Regions from separate parts of the Mus musculus genome. Here all the other regions are linked to region 1. The links are chromatin contacts, called in public Hi-C and HiChIP or PLAC-seq maps. All regions are on one chromosome and are shown on one strand. Each heading gives the region's core, a stretch centred on a gene start, on an enhancer-like site or on the middle of the called end of the contact. The rest is flanking DNA. Distances are from core to core; before and after follow the strand shown. Region 1 overlaps Rlf (rearranged L-myc fusion sequence). Region 2 holds the start of Mycl (v-myc avian myelocytomatosis viral oncogene lung carcinoma derived). Region 3 holds the start of Ppt1 (palmitoyl-protein thioesterase 1).

Region 1 (3,009 bases), core at 129-2,628:
ATTGCTCAGATTTAGAACTTTATTTTCAAAATAGGATTTCTCTGTGAGGCCCTGGCTATCCTGGGACTTGCTCTGTAGACCAGACCAGCCTTGAACTCAAATGATCTGCCTGCTTCAACCTACCAAGCGCTGGGATTAAACTCTCCACCTCTTAGCTAGATTTAGAATTTTATGTATTTCATTTGTTGAGAAATTAAAATCAGAATAAGATTTCTTGTGTTATGTGCAGATTTTAAAATAATGCACACACTTATCTTTAAAAAAAAATCCAGTTACCCTACGATGTTCATTTGTAATGAACAACTGACACTTGTAGTTGTTTTAGTTGGGTCGTTGTTGCTGTTGCTGTTGCTTTGGGGGTGCAGGTTCTTCTGTAGCTGGATGAGGATGACACTGAACTTCTCATCTGTCACTGACTCTCAAGGGTTGGGATGACAGGTCTGCAAACCATGGCCATCTTTTGGTACTAGGATCAAACCCAGAACAGTGAGCAGGCGAGACAGTTCTACCTAAACTGAGCCACTTCCCTGACATGACCACAGGATTGCAAAGTAGTGGGTGTCACTTAGCACTATTGCCAGAAAACTTCCCAGAAGCAGTGACTTTCGAATGGGAGGTGGATGTGGTAAACTCTGAGGAAGTAGGCCAAATGATGACCACACTGCAGAGGCTGCAGACACTAAAGGTAGTGGAGTCGGAAGTAAAGGCAGAGTTTGGAAATAAGCATATTTATTAAAGCGATAGTAGGTTTGTGAGTTCTGAGTAGACATACAGAATAGTGATAAAACATGGGTATTGGAGGCAGGTGACTAGTTCAGATTAAAGCGTAAAATCTGTCCGTCCCCCCCCCCCCCTTTGGCTCTTCAAGGGGGTTTCTCAGTGTAACCATCTCTTGCTGTCCTGGACTTACTTTGTAGACCAGGCTAGACTCGAATTCACAGAGATCCACCTGCCTCTGCCTACTGAGTGCTGGGATCAAAGGTTTGCACTACCACACCCAGCTTCTGCTTTCTTATTTAAAAAATGAAGTAAAGGTCGGGGATATAGATCAGCGGAGGATGGAAATGACAAGGAAGTCTCTCTGTGTCTCTTTTAAATCAGCTGAAGGGTTGGATGTGGCTCAGTTTGTACAGTGCTTACCTACTGTATATGAAGCTCTGAGTTTGGACCCCTACCCAGTAGCTCATAAAACAGTTCTATAGTCCCAGTCTTTAGAAAGTGGATCAGAAATTCAAAGTCATTCGTGCCTAAATGGGAAGCCTGACACTGGCTAGAGACACTTTTTTTTTTTTTTTTTTTTTTGGCTGTAGCTAATGTGGAAAGTGTGAGTTGGTTACAAGTAACAACACAAGGTGAAAGAGCTGCGGTTTCACCTAGCCACTTCCTCATTGTAAGCAGGCAGCTGCTAGGCAAGGCCTAACATGCTTGAAGCTCTAGGTTCTACTCCAATCTTCCTCTCCCTCTCCTCCTCCTCCTCCCCCCTCATACACACACACACACACACACACACACACACACACACAGAGAGAGAGAGTAGCCTGTGGGCCTAGCATGCTTGGATATACTTAAACTTAGGTGCCATAAGAGCCTACTGTACATCTCAGCTATATATTGTATCTACCTTATTGCTGCTAGGCTCTGAATTTTGTGCATCAAGTTACTATACTAGATACTGTTGGCAACTTGCAACACATCATTAGGCATCTATGTTTCTAAATAAAACCAAACATGGAAAGGTATAGTAAAAATAATAGACAATAGAACATTTTCTGCGCTTTTCTTTTTTTAACTAGAATCCAATTTTATTCAGATCAGCACTGTCCAACAAAATACTGTCTTAATTTATGATCTGAGTTCTGGAGTGTCAGAATAAATTATGGCATACTTTGAAAGCCACAAGACATTAATTTTATAATAAAAAATGGAAGACTAATACTTTTTCAAAATATGCTGTAGAGGCCTGGAGAGATGGCTCATTGGTTAAGAGTTCTTGCTGCTCTTGCACAGGACCTTGGTTTATTTCCCAGCACCCACACCGTGACTCGAAACCACATGTAACTCCAGTTCCAGGGACTCTGAATCCCTTTTCTGACTGAGCATGTACACAATACACATACATACGTCTAAGCACGCACTCAGGATTTTTGAGACAGGGTTTCTATGTAGCTCTGGCTATCGTGGAACACACTATGTATGTACATCAGGCTGGTCTTGAAGTCAAAGCTCAACCTGTCTCTGCCTCCCCGAGTGCTGAGATTAAACTCACATTCCTCCGTGCCTGGTTCAAAATTTAAAAAAAAATTTTTTTTGTAAAGATAACCATTAAGGATATACTCTTTTCTTTCTTCCTAATCCCAGCACAGGTCATTTTTGTTCTGGGGTTCTGGCTTTTAGGATCCTCCAAATAATTTATAGTCTCTACCCTTGTTTTTGTTTGCACCTTTGTTTTATTGATTTAACTTAAAAATTGTATTTATCTGTATGTAAAAATGTTTTGCTTGCATGTAATCTGTGGTTGGTACCTGTACAGGTCAGAAGATGGATGGCATCAGATCCCTTGGAACTGGAGTTTCAGATGACTTATATGTACTGAGACGTGAACCTGGGCCCTCCAGAAGAGCAGCCAGTGCTCTTAATCTAGAAAAGCAACCTCTCCAACCCTTTTTACTCTTTTTTTAAACATTGTCTATTTTGATTAGTTTTAATTATGTAAATTTGTAGGTCTCTGCATGGGTATGTAAATAAGAGTGCTGATGCATGAGAGGCAGGAAAGGGGTGCTGGGGTTTTAACTGCTCAAGGTCAGCTGCAGGGAGCAGGTGCTGGGATTATGAATTTGAGTCCTCAATAAGAGCCTGGTGTGGTGGTGGGTGGTGCACTCTTTAATCCCAGCCTTCAGGAAACAAAGCCAGGTGGATGGATCTCTGTGAGTTTGAGGCCTGCCTGGACAGAACATGTTCCCTGACAGTCAGGGCTACATAACAAAGAGACTCTGACTCAAAACAAACAAG
Region 2 (3,009 bases), core at 215-2,714, 1.8 Mb before region 1:
GGCAGCAACAAAAAAGCTTCAAGCTTGGAGTGACTCTTAAGGGAACCCTTTCAACCTCCCAAGGACAGAAATCCCCTACAGTCCAACCCGAGTATTGTCCTCTCTAAGCGCCAACCCTCACCAAGTCGCCCTGGTCCCCTGGGGCTCCAATCACCATCAGAGGGACGCTGGCTCCCTCCCCACTTCTCCAAACTGTTTACCAACACACCCACGTGCCAGACAGACACAGCTGGGGGCTACACCGACAGCTTCAGTCAGAAAATGGGGAGGTGATGGGAAGGTTTAAGATCTAATGCCTGATTTCAAACAGCGGTAGATAGAGCTCTGGCCACCCAAGGGGTGCCTCCCTCTTAGCTAGCCCCCGGGTGGTCCTTACCAGAATCGCTGGGGCTCTCGGACCCGGAGCAGGCCTGAGTCTTGGGCTCGCCCAGCTGACATTGGGTGGCGGGCGCCGGGTTACTGGCTTCCAGACTAGGAGTGCCGTCCGGGGTAGCGGGCGCTTTGGGCGGGTTCCCCCGGGGCGCGCCTGGGGCCAGCCTGTCGCTCACCACTCTCTCCAGCCGTTCTCGGGCGGAGAAGCCGCTCCACATGCAGTCACGGCGAATGATGGAAGCATAATTCCTGCCCCAGGCTTTCGAATGGCCCCGAGATTCCGCCTCGTCCCCGGCACCCCCTCCAGGCCACGGCTCCCCGGGATTAATCCCAGAGGCTGGGTCCACGGCGCCGGGACCGGAGCCCCAGGGCGGCGACGTGGGGGGCGACGGCACCAGCTCGAATTTCTTCCAGATGTCCTCGCTGGGCGCCGTGGAGCGGTAGAAATCCTCTCCGCAGTCATAGTCGTAGAAATAGTGCTGATACGAGTCGAAGTCCATGTCCGCTCCCTGCGGGAGGGAAGGGGGAGACGAGCTGACTGCGGTGCCCGCCGAGGGAAGAGGCGGCTCCGAGTCCCTCGCTGCAGCTGGCTGCGGGGCTCTGGTCTCTCCCCAGGCCCACCAGCTTGCAGCCCGCGCCCTGGTCCCTGCTCCTGGGAAGCCTGGCCTGGGGTCAGCTCGCTCAGGGCAGCTCGCAACGGGCCGACCAGGCTGAGGGGAGCGAGTTCAAAGCAAACTTTGCCAGCACCGCCCGGAGCTCAGCTCCGGGGGCACAGCAGGGCCGGGCGGGGGCGCGCTGTCTCGAAGGCAGTCTGCAGCCTTGCAGCCCGCCAGTCCCCTGGGGACCCCTGCCCGGGCCACCCGCAGCCTCACCTCGCTCCCGCCGCCCGCCACCTGGAGCGGAGCGGCTCCCCGCCGGCTCGGGGAAGCCCGGCAGCCCGCACACACACACATGCGCGCCACCGAGCGCGCGGCCCCGCACTCACGAGCGCGCCCCCCGTGCGCGCGCCCCCCGCCTCGCTCGCACACGGCAGCCAGGACGCTCCCGGGATCGACGCGGGAGCGCGATCTGCAGGCGCATTGTTTCCCGACTGCTTTATATCTCGTCGCGTGCCCGGGGCTTGGGGACCAGGAGGGGGGGTGGTCCCTAGGAGACAAGCCCCTCCCCCTCCCGCCCCTCTCTCCGCTGGCGACAGGTGGGGCCGGCCCCACCTCCTGGCTGAACTGGTCGTTTCTATTCTATCCCTTGAAGCTCCCTAATAAATTGTACGCTGGGGAGCGCAGAGCAGAAGAGCTGATGCAGCCCCGCAGTCTCCTGGTGGAGGCGTGACTGTTCGAGAGGCTCCCGCGGTCCAAGCGACTTAACTAAAGCGGCGCTCCGCGCCTACTCAGAGCCAAGGACTAGAGCTGCTCCCTGCCCCACCCTGCTAGTCTACTTCCCGGGGCGCGCCCCACCAGGTTCAGGTGCGTCCCACCCATGACAGAGGAGGTGGTGGTGGTGATGGTGGGGCACACACTGCACCTCCACCGCGCCACCTGGTGGCCCTCGGCCCTGAACCCAGGCTTCTTCAACCCATTGCTTCAGTAACCATTAGCCCATTCTTTAGCTCAGTGGCTTAAACCTTGAATAGCAGTGAAGATTCCGAGCTAGAAAGCCTGCAGTATATATAATCCCTCGGAGCCCCAATTTTACTTGTGAAATGAAGGAATGGTAATGACTTCACAGGATCGCCGGGCTGAATTTGTTTACTAAAAAGATAGAGCACCTTAGGAAAGGACATGAGAGAATTCGAACAACAGCAGCTTTATCCCTGGGGAGGGTAGTGAGACCTCTGTCATCCCCCAGGTCATAGCTGACACTTGACCCTTCCTTCACAGCCCTGCCTCCCAGAATTCATCCTCCACACAAAACTCTCCTAACGGCTGTTTTAGAGATAGGAGTGTAGGGGTGTGGAAACTTCATTCAGGCCCCTGTTTTGTGCTTCCTAGCTGTGGGATCAAAGTGTTTGAAGTTTTGCATGACATCCCTGGCCGAGACGATGGAGATATATATATATTTCCTTTGTGTTATCATAAACAGGCTACCTTCTGAGAAAGGAAAAGACTAACTAATTTAGGTCCAAGGAAGGTAACTTAGGATAGCAGCCAATTCATCTAGAATCCTACACCTGGCATCAAGGTCTGGTGTCTGGTTGTCTGCCATCCTTCTCTTCCTCCTACTCTTTTTGTCTAACTACTCAGAACTACAGGCTGTTGCCATCCTAACAGACTGAAGCCAGAAGGATAAACACGTCCCGTTGTTTTGGGCCAGGGAGGTGTGAGATGACCCACGAGTTGGGTGAGAAGACAGGGGGTGTGTGTGACTCTCCATTTTCCATTTGTTGTGTCTAAGGTGTGTGTAGGACATCCTTGAAAGCAGGAATTGGCTCGCTTTGTAGTCCCTGCACCTAGAATGACTTCTGGCAATATTTACGCACTGGCTTCCTGAGTGACCTAGCCAACCAGATTTTATTGAGACGGCCTGTATGCCCTGCTCTGTGCTGTACTGGGAGGCCCAGAAAAGGCTCCTGATTTGGTTGCAGCCTTGGTGCAGAGGGATTAGACTCCCTTTCAGGGTCTTGTTGTCAGGCATGCAGAT
Region 3 (3,009 bases), core at 281-2,780, 1.6 Mb before region 1:
CATCTAGTGTCAGAAATAGATCCTTTCAACGTCATTTTTAATTTTAATTATATGGGTCTTCCCATGTAGCTCTGGCTGATGTGGAACTTGCCATGTAGATCATGCAGGCCTCAAACTCGGGGTGTTCCTCCTGCTTCTGCCTCCGGAGTGCTGGGGAGTTACATTCCTAAACTAGCTCTTTACAGTTGCTAGCTAGCACAAAGGGCTTAGAACAGTTCTTTACAAATGTAAATTCTACCACCTCACAAGTTCCTAGTGAAATTCCAAGTCCTTACACTAATCTTAAAAGCCCCAGCATACTTGTCCACCCTCTTATTCCCTTGCTCCCGCTGCTCCTGCTACACTGCTCTGCATGCTAGTCTGCCAAGCTCAGGGCCTTTGCACCTGCTGCTCCTGTGACCACATGTCCCTATGGCATCTTCCCTCGTCCTCCTTTTTTTCTTCTCTTTTTTCCTTCTTTTATTTTTTTTATTGGATATTTTCTTTATTTACATTTAAATGTTTTCCCCTTTCCAGGTCTCCCCATCGGAACCCCCCTATCCAATCCCCCCTCCCCCTGACTCTATGAGGGTGTTCCCCACCCACCCACTCCTGTCTTCCCTCCCTGGCATTCCCCTACACTGGGGCATCGAACATTCTCAGGTTCAAGGGCCTCTCCTCCTACTGATGTCCAAGTCCATCCTCTGCCACATAGGCAGCTGGAGCCATGGGTCCCTCCATGTGTACTCTTTAGTTGGTGGTCCAATCCCTGGGAGCTCCGGGGGGGTGGGGCGGGAGGGAGGATCTGGCCAGTTGCTCCCTCCATGGTGCTGCATCCTCTTAAGCTCTACTCAGTTGTCACTCTTGGGTGAATCCCGTTTCCTGTTCTAACTTGCTCCGTAGAAGCACAAGCTCACACCTGAGGCTCTATCTTCTGTTTTCACTGCACTCCTGGCCATTTGACAAGTTTCCCGTATTTCCTTATAATACGTTTCCCCCACTGGACAGCAAGTTCCAGAAAGATGAGAATGCTTCATGCTCAGGTATAGCAGGTGCTCTGAGGTAACTGTATAAAGGACATGAAGGCCCCTGGTAGATCTCTATTCAGATGTGAAGGAATGAAAGCCTGAGTGTGCAGTCCAGCTCTGCAGGGGCAGGCTGGACTGACTGTGAGATACTGCAGGCTGATGCTACTGCTGCCAGGATTTTAACAAAGCATAAACCAAGCCGTGCACAATACTCACTGAGCACTCACTAAAGACACCTGGTTGTCGTCCCTTCCGTGCAGAGCAACAAATCCGAAAACCTTGGACTAGGCGGGTGCTGTGGAATCCCTATCGTCTTTCCAGATTTAAGAACCGAGGGGGGAAAAGGATGCCCCCGTCCACGCCCACTCACCCATCCCATGCCAGATCACCAGCGGTGGTGGTGAAGGTGGGTCCAGATGCCCCAGGGCCCAGGCGGCGCAGCACCAAGGCAGCAGAGCGGCAGCTAGCAGCCTCCGCGAACAGGACGACGCCATCTTAGCAATCACATGACCGCGGGGACTGTGGACCAAAGTAATTCCGGTGGCCACGCCCCCTGCCGGGCTCTGCATCCTGACAGAGACGTTTATTCATTGCTTAACACCCACCAGACTCTACTATATAAGGGCTTTCCATCTTTTAATTGATCTTATGCACTGCTCTCATTTTACACCCAAGGACGCCTAGGTGACAATTCCCCCTTCCCCCTACGGAACTTTGCCTTCTCTTTCAGCTGTGTATTAGCAGAAAAGAGCTGTTTATTCGCTAACAATTATGTCATTTGCACGTAATTTTAATTCTATGTGTGGGCGTTTCATATGTGTACGGCTCGCGTTCTACAGCGCATGTGTGGAGGCCAGAGAACCGCTTGCAGGAGCGGTCAGAGGGATTGAACTGAGGTCATCCATCAGGCTTGGCTGCAGGTGCTTTCCCCCTAGGAGACTGTTTTTATTTTAGCACATGTGTGAGAAATTAGGTAAGGTCCTCGGAGGCGGAGGCAGAAAACTCTTCAGCACAGTGCCATAGTACTTATAGCCCTTGGAAGAAAAGGCTCAGTGTCGGGACTGGGGAAGGGAGACTTGATTTTCATCCAGGGCAAGTTATATCATGGTGAGGTTTGGTTTGGATCGTAAAGCTAAGATGGGGTTTCAAAAGCTAAAGATGTAATTAGGGAGGAGGAAGTTTGGACTCCTGAAGAGGGAAAAAAGTATCTTATTAAAGATGTAATAAGACTTCCAGGCTGTCATGGACTCTCAGGTATTTCATGTACTAGGAAGATGGGAAACATAGCTACGTCCTATCCAAGCTCCACTCTGGTTTATTATAGCCCAGAGGCTCCTGTCTATGCTCCCACATCTTTTCTAGATTCCCTCAGTGCAGCCTCGGCACCTCAATGACAGTGTCAAACATTTTTTCCCCTAAAAAAGCATTAAAAATGTTTAAAGGAATCTGTTAAATAGGGTGTATTCACGGTACAGTGGGACTCTCTGACACCGGCTTTATAAAGGATGAAGTAGTCTTGTAGAGAGCGACATATGAAAAATCTAGAAGAATAACCGGTTGTGCACCCACATGAAACCCTTCTGTACCACCCCACTGAAACCAGCAGTTACTTAGTAATTGGAAAGCCAATTAAAATACAGGATTAGGATGCATTATACAGTGCACAGTCTGATAAGCGTTGGGCCAGCTAGATTGTTCAGCTGGATAAAACAATGGCCACTAAGCCATTCCTGATCCTTTCCTCTTGAGAACTATGATAGCTTGAGGTTAAAAAAAACAAGTTGTGCAAGCTGTCTTCTGAGCTCTATACACCGACAGTCACATGTCCCCATAGAGACTCATAAACACACAATGTAAACAAATAAATCAGAGTAAAAACAAAGGAAAGCAAAAATAGGCCCGGGGCCAGGAAGACAGCTCTGTCTTTAAAGTGCTTGCTGCTTCAGCGTAGAATCTGAGTTGGATGGCCACACCCGCAGGTGTAGGGAAGTGCAATCCCAGT

Evidence for each region. Hi-C and Micro-C count contacts between places; a contact is called where the count stands out from the background. HiChIP or PLAC-seq counts read pairs in DNA pulled down with a chosen protein or histone mark.
Region 2: an H3K27ac HiChIP or PLAC-seq map of double positive thymocytes shows a contact between it and region 1, with 7 times the contacts expected there. The contact joins the promoter of Mycl here to the enhancer-like site in region 1. A contact is called at or near these places in 3 of 39 promoter capture datasets (the 3T3-L1 cell line, cranial neural crest and frontonasal cranial neural crest), 1 of 484 Hi-C or Micro-C datasets (B cells) and 3 of 115 datasets of contacts at active chromatin or transcription factors (double positive thymocytes, embryonic stem cells and large pre-B cells).
Region 3: a contact with region 1 is called in a Hi-C map of B cells, with 14 read pairs. The contact joins the promoter of Ppt1 here to the enhancer-like site in region 1. A contact is called at or near these places in 6 of 39 promoter capture datasets (the HPC-7 cell line, cranial neural crest, embryonic stem cells and 2 more), 1 of 484 Hi-C or Micro-C datasets (B cells), 7 of 115 datasets of contacts at active chromatin or transcription factors (bone marrow-derived macrophages, differentiating embryonic stem cells, embryonic forebrain and 3 more) and 2 of 9 other capture datasets (adipose tissue and embryonic stem cells).

The regions. Positions count from the first base shown.
Region 1 is chr4:121,194,785-121,197,793 of GRCm38.p6, reverse strand. The region is part of intron 1 of Rlf (rearranged L-myc fusion sequence); the gene reads left to right. Among named protein-coding and RNA genes, the nearest start is that of Rlf, 19 kb to the left of the region's middle. Within about 2 kb of position 1,378, at least 115 of the 459 cell types and tissues checked have an H3K27ac peak or open chromatin away from gene starts, as enhancers often do. A contact at or near this core is called in B cells, adipose tissue, bone marrow-derived macrophages and 1 more, where this site is marked.
Region 2 is chr4:122,994,386-122,997,394 of GRCm38.p6, reverse strand. Mycl (v-myc avian myelocytomatosis viral oncogene lung carcinoma derived) reads right to left here and starts at 1,464. Exons shown (of 3, transcript NM_001303121.1): 1 at 1,245-1,464; 2 at 377-881. The coding sequence starts at 1,325.
Region 3 is chr4:122,834,748-122,837,756 of GRCm38.p6, reverse strand. Ppt1 (palmitoyl-protein thioesterase 1) reads right to left here and starts at 1,530. Exons shown (of 9, transcript NM_008917.3): 1 at 1,378-1,530. The coding sequence starts at 1,501.